3 separate regions of the Anser cygnoides genome follow, and all the other regions are linked to region 2. The links are chromatin contacts, called in public Hi-C maps. All regions are on one chromosome and are shown on one strand. The core of a region is the stretch at or near the end of the contact, and the rest is flanking DNA. Distances in the headings are between cores, read along the strand shown. Region 1 has its middle 100 kb from the start of RPL29. Region 2 has its middle 17 kb from the start of DUSP7. Region 3 has its middle 120 kb from the start of RPL29.

Region 1 (3,228 bases), core at 372-2,871, 190 kb before region 2:
AGTCTGGCTGCCTTGGTGGGAGCTGCAGAGTCATTTAGGTAAAGGACTCATCTATGATTTATAGCTTCTTCCACAGGGAAAAAAGAAGAAGCTATAAAATAGCAGCAGCTTCTCCCTGTGGCGAGGCAAACAGCAGCACCAACACTCTGCTCACTCGGTAGCCCAATGAATATGGAGTCACTTGGCGGCACAGCCGACTGAAAAACCCCTTTAAAGGCAAAAAGTCCTTTCCTCACCCTTTGTCACCCTCCTGACCTCCCAAGCAGCACTGAAGCGTCTGCAGGAAGGAGCCGATGGGCTCCCTAGAGACGTTCCCAGCTGAGCGGCTGTTGAAGTAATGCTGAGCCAGGACCCATACACTTGCCCGTATTACACTGCATCAGCTGGAGACAGAAGTCCTCAGCAGAAACCCTTCCTAGCTGTGCCACTCGTTGGGGTGGGGACACCAGAGCGGTGCCATGCTCTGAAGCCTAGCGGAGGAACATTAACGCATACAAGGTGCCGTCCTGACCACAGCCAACCTTCAGGGTCGCAGCGCAACACACGTGTTTCCTCGCACTAAAACGGCGGTGGCAGAGCCCAAGCAGACAGGTGGAGGGTTCCTGATGAGGGCAGAGAAAGCTCCAGTTTGCTTCCATCAGCATTTTGGGGTTCGACGTTCCCAACTGCACAGCACAGCCATTGAAAACCTATCACGGGCTGCGCTGGCAGCCTGCCTGCAGAAAGCAGAAGCTTGTAAAGAAGGTATTGAGCTCCAGCTGGCAGAAACGAACCACACAAACACGTCTGCAGGGAAAGTCAAGGGCAGCACGTCTGGCTTCTGCAGTTGCGAAACGGAGCGGCCTTCCCTACCGTTGGACACGCCACCGGTGAAATGTGGGGGCTTCGACCTGCAGTTGGAAGACGAAGGGGGTCCTCCTGCCCCTGGAGGCCCAGGACCACAGCGAAAGCAGGGTACGTATTTGGGTTCCCCCGGGAGCAGCGCCGTGGCAATAAGGATGACCTGGCAATTTAAATTAGGACATGCAAGGGCTTTTCTCAGAAGAAATGGGATGCTGTTTTTACAGCGTGTAGTACAGCCACTGTAAACAGCAAAATTTCTTCACTACCACAAAACCTCACAAAACCCCCAAACCCCCAGTCAGGAAATTAAAGAGAATTCAGAGGAAAAACACCACCAAACGATTACATTTCTATAGGGATTATACTGGGAAAAGCCAAAAAAAGAAAAGACCTTGATCTTTCGAACAGTTGGCCATGCTCAGCTTTGTCCACAACGGTGCAGAGCCGACCGGTGCAGCCGCTGCGCGCTGGCATGATGGGCACTGGGGATCACGGCAGATCAACTATTTCTGGGTTATTCTTTATTAATTCCAAAACTGGAACTGAGTCCGAACTAGCTGATGCCGCAGGCTTATTACACTTGCCTGCCTTTTTTTTTTTTATATGTATAAAATTTTATATTTTTTTCTAGCGCAGCTCTGTAGTACGGTTTTTATTTTAGCTAATGAATCCCTGCCCACACACGCGAGAGCCTCCAAAACACCCACAGACCAGAGGCAGGGGAAGGAAATGCCGGAATTGTTTGCTGAAATCTGGCAACAGGCTATTTTTTGCGAGGGGCCAGAGGAACACAGTGTTCTCCAGAGAGCCTGAAAAGGGTGAGGTCAGAGACTGGCTTCTGCCACGGAGCCTCAGCATTGGGAGGGTTTTTGTCTTTTGCAATTACATAATGTCTTTTCCATGCTGGAGCTGGTTGCTTCCAGATTTCTGGAGGGAGCTCTGAAACGACACACTCTACAGCTTCAAAAAACCAAACCAAAACAAAAAAAAAAACCAAGAACAACAAAAAAACACATCACTTCTGCTCATAAAAAACTGAAAAACTTCGTTTCCTGCCGCAGTTCAGTGTTGTAACAGATGGAGGAAGGGGGGAGGGAAGGGCCCTTTATTTTTTTTCTTCTTTCATTTTTCCATATTATCCGTGTGTTGGCAACGCACTGCTGTCACAGAGTGGTGGAAAGTTCATTTACGGGAAACCTTCCGAAACTGGAGCAGCTCATAAAACTTTTAATACAGACCTGGTTAAAAAATAATGACGAGACCTGAATGGTTTTTGGTTCAGCTGGGGAATGCGTTTTTGGCCTGCTTCCATACTTTGAGCAAATGACGATATTAGGGGCTATTTTAATAAGAAAGAAGGGAGGGGAAAGGAGGGAAGGAAGGAAAGGAAGAAGGGCCCTCCTAGAAAGACAAAGCAGAGCTGCAGTGAGAGGGAACTCCCTCATCCGGGTGATCCAGGCCAGGCAGTGACAGCGGCTGACACCTCAGTGCCCAAACTCTTTATCCACCCCAATGCACGGACACATGGCTTAGCGAGGCCTTCGGCTGAGGCAGACCAAAAGTAAAGCAGCTTTGAGACAGCCTGGAAGGTTTGGGGGAATGAAGAAGGGCATCTCCTAGGTTCTGAAGACAGGCAGAAGATGGAGAGGGCCTGGACGCTGGGGCAGAGCCCCAGGCCCCCAAGGACTGATGAGCACCGCATCAAATCGCAGGCTGTGCACCCAGGTGGCCACAGCGTGGGGAGAACCACGCACAGCCGGGTCTCCAGAACGACTCTGGCATCTGACCACCACCAGTTCGAAGGCTTCAAGCAACGTTTTCAAGCACTCGGAAAAGTGACTGTGCGCCCCAGAATAAAATGGAAGAATTGCATCCCCATCCCATCAAAGGTGTGAGCACTGCCGAATCCGAAGGGTTTAACTCACAGCTTCTCTCCAAAACTTGCTCCCCACGGGCCAGTCTCACCACGGGTGCCTGGTGTGTGCAAGGAACGTGAGGAAGCATTTGCCCTCCAGGTTCTCACTCCGAACATCCTCCACCTTATCTCCAGGGCTTATCTCCCACCCCATGGCCTTCCCTTCCTTCCCGTGCTGTTTGTGCAGGTCCCTGGGCGCACAGGGCATGGGGTTAGGAAATGGGATCAGCAACAAGAGTGAATTTGCCCAGTCTAAGTATGAGCATCTGGACAGATGGAGAAACTTGGACAAAGGCTCAGGGGTCCCATAACAGCCCCAGTGGGCTGTCCCCAGAGGTGAAATGATTCAGCTGCTCTAAATCCACGTGGCCCACGACTGGGGTAAACCTCCCAGCTCAACCCCTCGGGTGAGGAGCAATGTCAAACAACACCCTGGAAGGGGCAGAGCAAAAAGAATAGGAAACAAAGAG
Region 2 (3,325 bases), core at 515-3,014:
GTAAAGGCCATTACACTTCCCACAGGCATGCACGAGCTCACCCTGCTAGCAAAGGAAGCACACAGAGGCACCGCAGGCTCTGTGCAGGGCGCCACGATTTGGACAAGACAGAAGGCACCTCCTCATTTTAACAGGCTGTCTGAAGAGGGTTAGAAAAGCAGCTCTCCTGAGAGAATTCCCTGCCACAGACAGCTTCAGCACACTCCACCCAGCCCACATGAAAGGTGAGAGGGAGGGACAGGCCAAGAATCTGACTGCTACAGGCTCCAGCTCTGGGTTTGTGTAGGAGAAAGAAACACCATCAATGCTCTTCCCCCCACTAAAAGACTTGTGGTCTTCTGTGTTTTCAGCAATGTCTTTGCAACACTAAATACCCGGTGGGTACGTTAGCATGTGTGCTTCAGGAAAAGTCACAACAGCCCTTTTCTCCTCCTCATGTAGTGCTTTACCAAAATCCAGACTGAGAAATAAAGCGCCCCATCCATGCGCTGCCGCTTCAGTCAGTCCAAGAGTGCACGAAACATGGCTTTTGAAGCCACATTTCCCCGTCCTTTCTCAGGCTACTCCTCCTCTAGAGACACAAAGCAGAATCTGTCTCATCCCCTCTGCAGAAGCTGAGATCAAACGGCAGCTTTACCACATCACAAGTTACAATTAAGGCTACTCCTGGCAAAAGATGATTCCCTCGCCAAATGCTAAAGCTCTCCTGGCATTTCTCTTCCTATTGTCTGTATCCAGCCCTGTATTTATGAGATTAGCCTCAAATTAGGACAGTTTCCTCATTCTTCCTTCACTCTTACTGCAGCCTGGTTCCTGGGAACTTGATCCTATCTTCCACAGAGGTTACTCCCTGATGATAGGAAACATCTCGTGTATGTAGGCAGGAAGCACCAACAGAGGATTACAACGAGGGCTCTCTCCTAATCCTCATTACGACATATCTCCACGGATCAGGAACCTCAGTGGGCCCATTTGAGCAACAGGAACATTAGGGACCCGTCTCACTCCTGCGCTCCTACACGGCGTCTCGGCCCCCTGTGGCATGGCTTAAAGCAGCACACGGGGCTGCGAGGGCACGACAAGCTGCCCCGACCCTTCCAGCTACTTCCACGGCACCCACCTCTCAGCCAGAAGCATGGCACTTACGTGACGGGAGAGGGCAGATCAAACAAAGCAAGTGCTTTTGGAACTGGTGCCTTGCCCCAGCATCACTCAGAGGAGACGAGAGGCAGGTTTAGTGACCACGGTGATGGCTTTCCGTCACCTAAACCGTCCATTTCAGCAGCTGATGCTGATAAAGAACAAGACGCTCAGTGTGTCTGCTGAAGAACAGCCCCTCTCCCTGCTTTGGGTGTGCTACAGGTCATCGCCCACCTACTGCGGTATCCCTTTGAGAACAGAGGTACAATAACCTCAGGAGTTTTCTCCTCCAGCCACGCACTTCAGCATCTTTCTTCTCCAAACAGAGAGACAGAAGAGGAGGAACAGCATCGCCAACCTCCATAAAACCTCCTCACACACACGCAGTCACAGCGGGCTAGGCATTGGTTATTACAGGACAGTATCTTCTTGGAAGAGCAGAGGAACCAGAGCCACTAAGCCTAGCTGGATCAAGCTACATCGTGCCTCATCTCCAGCAGCAGCTGACAGCAGCATCTAAGGAAGAATGTAAGAACAGGGTGAGAGCGTAGCCATGTTTCATTACAAATGCTTTCCCAGGATCCAGCTATTTGCAGCTCCAGGACCTTCTCAACCAGAGACTGTGTAGTGGCATTTAACAGCCCTCAGAGGATTTTCCTTGCATTAGTTTCTCCAGTCTCCCCCAAACCTGCATAAACTTTGTTCCCCACAGATCTACACAGTGCATTTAAACTGTTTGTGATTTTTTTTCCTAGGAGCTGATTGTGGTTTTTTTGTTTTGTTTTAAACAAAAACAAACACTACTCAGCACCAAGCCTTGTTCCTCTAGCCCAGTTCATTGAACTTCTGAGCTCTGTCACCCACATGACACTATCCTGTTTTGAGCCCCCTGCACTGAATTACGATGAATTACCGATTACAATGGCTCCCTCTCCCTCCTGGATTGCTTTGCTTTTCTCAGCGTCTTATTGCACAACCCCACTACTCTCAATTACAAGGACTTTCTACAGCTATTCACCAGAGCTTTTGTTTTTTGCTGCTCTGAATAGCAAGCAGCAGACTTCATCTGCCACTTACTCCTATTTATCATTAACAGACCCATTCAGCAGCTCCGACCTTTGGCAGCCCCTTGTCACAGTTGACTAATGTCAATTCCCTATCGGGAAAGCTGGCCCTTCACCTTTCGATCTTCATTTCCCATCTTTCAGCTTATTATTTACCCATTAGAGACCGCCATGAGATATCTCAAAACCCTGAGAGCACAAAAGGACCTCCAGCTCCCCAGCGTCCTGCCACCCATGGAGAGTTTTCCTACCTGCTCTCTCGCTCAACTCCTTGGCTTGCTGGCCTCAACAACCTCCCTCAAGAAGGGTCCCAGCCGTGGGCGCCTGTGCCACCGAGGGAAGCACAGCTTCACCCCAGGCACCGCGCCATCGTAGCATTTAGCACAGCCTGACACAACGTGAAGGCAGCAGCCAGGCACCACCAAGACTGCTCTCCTCAGGCTCAGCACCCTCGATTCTGTTGAAGCCAAGCTACGCCACACCACTCCAAGAAAATACTGGAGCTCACTTGTTTTTTCCAGAGCCTGAACAGGTTCCCACAGAAGCCCTACCAGGACTTCCTCCAGCAACACCTGGGCTTGGAGCAGCCCAAGAGTCAACGGTCATTACCCAGCAACCCAGCTCACTCCCAAACCCTAGAATATATCGGGAGAGAAAAAACCGTTCCTCTCCCTAACATCCTTTTGCTGGACTCTAGTCCTTAATACAACAAAGACGAGCAGAGCGCAGCCTTTTCCCCCAGAGACAATTTGCCATCCTGCCACCCACAACCCACCCCATTGTCCCTGTGGAGTTCAGTCGTCGCTTCCCAGACACACCACACTTCTGTGAAGCGTCCTCCACACTCCTCCACCTCAGAGCTACCCAGATTTCAGCACCCAGAGAACAAGCCCCAGGAAAAGTACCTTCCTCTTCTTTCACAAGGAGCGGCCGATTGCCTCAGATAATGATATTAGGTGAACAAGTGGGACACTGAGAAGCAAGATCAGTTCCCACAAAGACTGGCTAGTAATGAGAGTGGTTAAAGACAGGTAATGAGTGGGTGGTATTTGTCAGCTTCATAATGTAGATTATAATTTGTTTATTACTCTTGCTACTGCTTTCGCTGCTGTTGGAATGCA
Region 3 (3,007 bases), core at 310-2,809, 180 kb before region 2:
AGCCTGAGATTATAAAAAAAAAAAAGGGGGGGGGGGGGGCACCCATGTATATCCTTCCACTGCATACCAAGACATCTGAGCTATTTAGGGTGTACTAAACCAGGAAGGCAAACCCTTGAGTTTAGGTCAATGAAGTGCTAATCACTAATTACGGCTTCTGCACCAACAAATAAATCTAACTGGACCTCCCCACCGCAGCCATGTTCCTTCTGCTTTTAATCCTCCCTGCTTCGTTTTGTCATGAGGGGAGGCAGGGGAGAGGCAATGTCAGGGCGGGCAGAGCACAGATGGCTGCCCCGAGAGCCCCTCCCGGGGCAGGGATAACGCCCCTGTGCCACGCAGGGCGAGTGCCATCGGACACAAGCCCTGGCACACCCCGGGGAAGAAGCCCTGCAGCAGGGAGCGGCAGCTAGGTTAGACACCTTGATCTGCGTCAGGCCACGGCTGGGATCATTTCAAGCTTCACCTGCAGGTACCGTGAGCACCACACACCACAGAGTGATTTTTCTGTTCACATTCATGCCAAAAACAGCTGGAGGAGTTTGGTGCTGTTCGGTGCCCCAGCCACAGCCCCCTGCCACCTACGTGCACAGAAAAACAGGCTGGGCAGGCACGGCTGGGTGAAACCCAGAGCCACGCACAGGGCACGGTGGGAGAGGGTCAGCAATGCTGTAAACGATTGCAGCGAGGAGGAGAAATGGCTGGGCAAGGGACGGGTGGTGAGAAGAAGACTGGGACTTGGACAACCTGGACAGACATGGATGCTCCTCCCTGTGCTCAGGTGTCCACCACATAGCGTGCTTTAGCAGATGCTTGCCGTATTAATGCAGAACCAAGGTGAGCAAGACCAACCTCATTTCCAGGAACTGCCACTTAGAAGTCCTCCAGGAGCCGACAGAGAGAACATCCAACCGAGGAGTATGCCCGCTTTGCTATGCAGTCCTGGTGCATGCAACGTGCTCTGTTGTTTTGTTTTTTTTTTTGTTTCAATGCACATCACCTTTGGAGCTGATTCACAGATGGCCAACATGTTCCCACATATAACCACACTGCTCTGACCCACGCACATTTTGCTCCTGGAGACATCCCCTCCCGTAATGTCACAGCTCTGCATCCCTCAGTTCTCTTGCCTTGAGCACTCAGGCACTGTCACCACGTCCCTTTGTTCTGCCAGCTCAACCCGGAGCGACACACGGCCACGCTGAGCGCCACTAGGAAAACTAGCGGCGGTGAGGCAGGTACCGAGGCCACTTCGTGCCTTTGTGCCCCATTAACCACTACGTTGGTCTCCAGGCAGCTGACACTGAGACTGTGCTTAATAGGCAGTGCTACTCTCAGCATTTCACCCTCCAACTTCTCTCATCACCCTCAAACCAACAGCTACTGCGTGCTAAGACAGACAGACACCATCAGCCTGCGCACAAGGCTGTGAAAACTGGGCAGCTGCCTTCTGAGGTGCCTGTTGACCAGCTAATAGCTCCCCAGTGCCTCTCACAGCACCATCCCGAGGAAAGCATGAAGGAAAAAAAACCACAGTTATTCCTATTATAGTTATTCCTAGTAGGATGAAGTGCAAGTACACAGAGCAAAAAGACCTTCTCTTACTGCAGAGAGACGCAGCGCTGCAGGTGCAATGCAGCACCAGCAAGCTGGCAGCAGCACAGGGAAGCCAGCACAACTCCCTCCAGGTAAGAGGTGTAGGGGTCTTAGCCAGCAGTTGCTGGGGTTTTTGCCAGTCTTTACCTCGAGGCACAATGGACCAGGGAAAGAAGAAACAGTAGCAAGAAAAGAAATCAGATCGAACAGCTGGAATGACTGGAACAGAAGTGTTTCGACCCAGCCCCTCTGGGAAATGGGTTTCTATTGCAGCTTTGCTTGAACATGACAGCTAGGCAGTACTTCAGGCTTGGCCCCAGGGATGCCGGCAGCGTGCAGCCCTTTGCAGGACCAGGTCTGGTGTCAGAGAGTTTGAAACAGCACAGCAGAGATGCACCCATCCTAGTCGGGCAGCGCTCCAGCTGCCTTAGCCCCACACAGCACATCTCCGTAAGTACAAAGTACAAAGCTGAGGCTGGAAACAAAGAACCAGAGAAGCGACGCTGAAGTTTTGATCCAACTGAGCACTTCTCAGTGACTGTGCACATGACCCAGACTCGAACCATCCTGGCTTCCTCAGCCCCAAACGGCAGCAGCCCTTGGGAGCCCTGCGGACATGGGTCCTACCTGAAGGCCAGGAACAGCAGCAGCTCCACGGCATTTTTGTGTTCATCTGATGCACGCTGTGGCTGAACAGCAGCACCTCCCAGGGCTCCAAGAACTTTCCCCAGATGTAACCCAGAAGACTTCACTTGACAACCAGGACCGGCTGGAAGGAGCCTCCCGCCCTGACATTTCCACCAGAAGGCTCAATTTGTGTACTTCGTGAGATGAGCTCTCTGTTTGCCCACCTTTAAAAGCTGGGCTAAAACAACCAAAATCAATTTCATTTGGGAAACTCTGTCTGGACACACAAACACAGAGACGAATACACAAGCCAAAGCTCAGAGTGCCCCTGTAAACACCACATTTCCTTCTTCACATGTACATGCAAAAAAAACTTGGATGGTTTTGAACAGCCTGTGTTCAGAGAGACCTTTCATTTTAGTTATCCTGGGTCAAAGCAAACAACATCACATGGTACCCCAAGGTGGTTTCTTTTGGCTCTTTACACTCGGAAAACACTGAGCACATTTTCATAGATCCAAGTAATGTCCATACAGAAGCTGGCAATGCTTCGTATTAGTTCCATCATCCTCCGGGCTGCAAGGATGAAAAATAACAAACCTCAGGCACTGGGCAATGACCTGAACTTTGATCTGAAGCAATCCTGTTCAGAGGGTTGGAAAAAAAGTACATATATACAAGCTATTTTTGCATTTGTCATTTTCCAGCATCTCTCTCTCCTTCTTCCTGTTCTGGGGAGAGGCCAGAGTAGAAAAGACAAAATCCCAAGAGAACTACCATAAAG

The links. A called contact is a pair of places that touch in the nucleus more often than the background predicts.
Region 1: a contact with region 2 is called in a Hi-C map of liver, with 4 times the contacts expected there. The contact joins two enhancer-like sites. A contact is called at or near these places in 2 of 7 Hi-C or Micro-C datasets (both in liver).
Region 3: a Hi-C map of liver shows a contact between it and region 2, with 3 times the contacts expected there. The contact joins two enhancer-like sites. A contact is called at or near these places in 2 of 7 Hi-C or Micro-C datasets (both in liver).

Annotation. Positions count from the first base shown.
Region 1 is chr10:17,430,305-17,433,532 of Taihu_goose_T2T_genome, forward strand. No RefSeq gene overlaps it. Among named protein-coding and RNA genes, the nearest start is that of RPL29, 100 kb to the left of the region's middle. Within about 2 kb of position 1,622, at least 2 of the 3 cell types and tissues checked have open chromatin away from gene starts, as enhancers often do. A contact at or near this core is called in liver, where this site is marked.
Region 2 is chr10:17,624,872-17,628,196 of Taihu_goose_T2T_genome, forward strand. No RefSeq gene overlaps it. Among named protein-coding and RNA genes, the nearest start is that of DUSP7, 17 kb to the right of the region's middle. Within about 2 kb of position 1,765, at least 2 of the 3 cell types and tissues checked have open chromatin away from gene starts, as enhancers often do. A contact at or near this core is called in liver, where this site is marked.
Region 3 is chr10:17,448,727-17,451,733 of Taihu_goose_T2T_genome, forward strand. No RefSeq gene overlaps it. Among named protein-coding and RNA genes, the nearest start is that of RPL29, 120 kb to the left of the region's middle. Within about 2 kb of position 1,560, at least 1 of the 3 cell types and tissues checked has open chromatin away from gene starts, as enhancers often do. A contact at or near this core is called in liver, where this site is marked.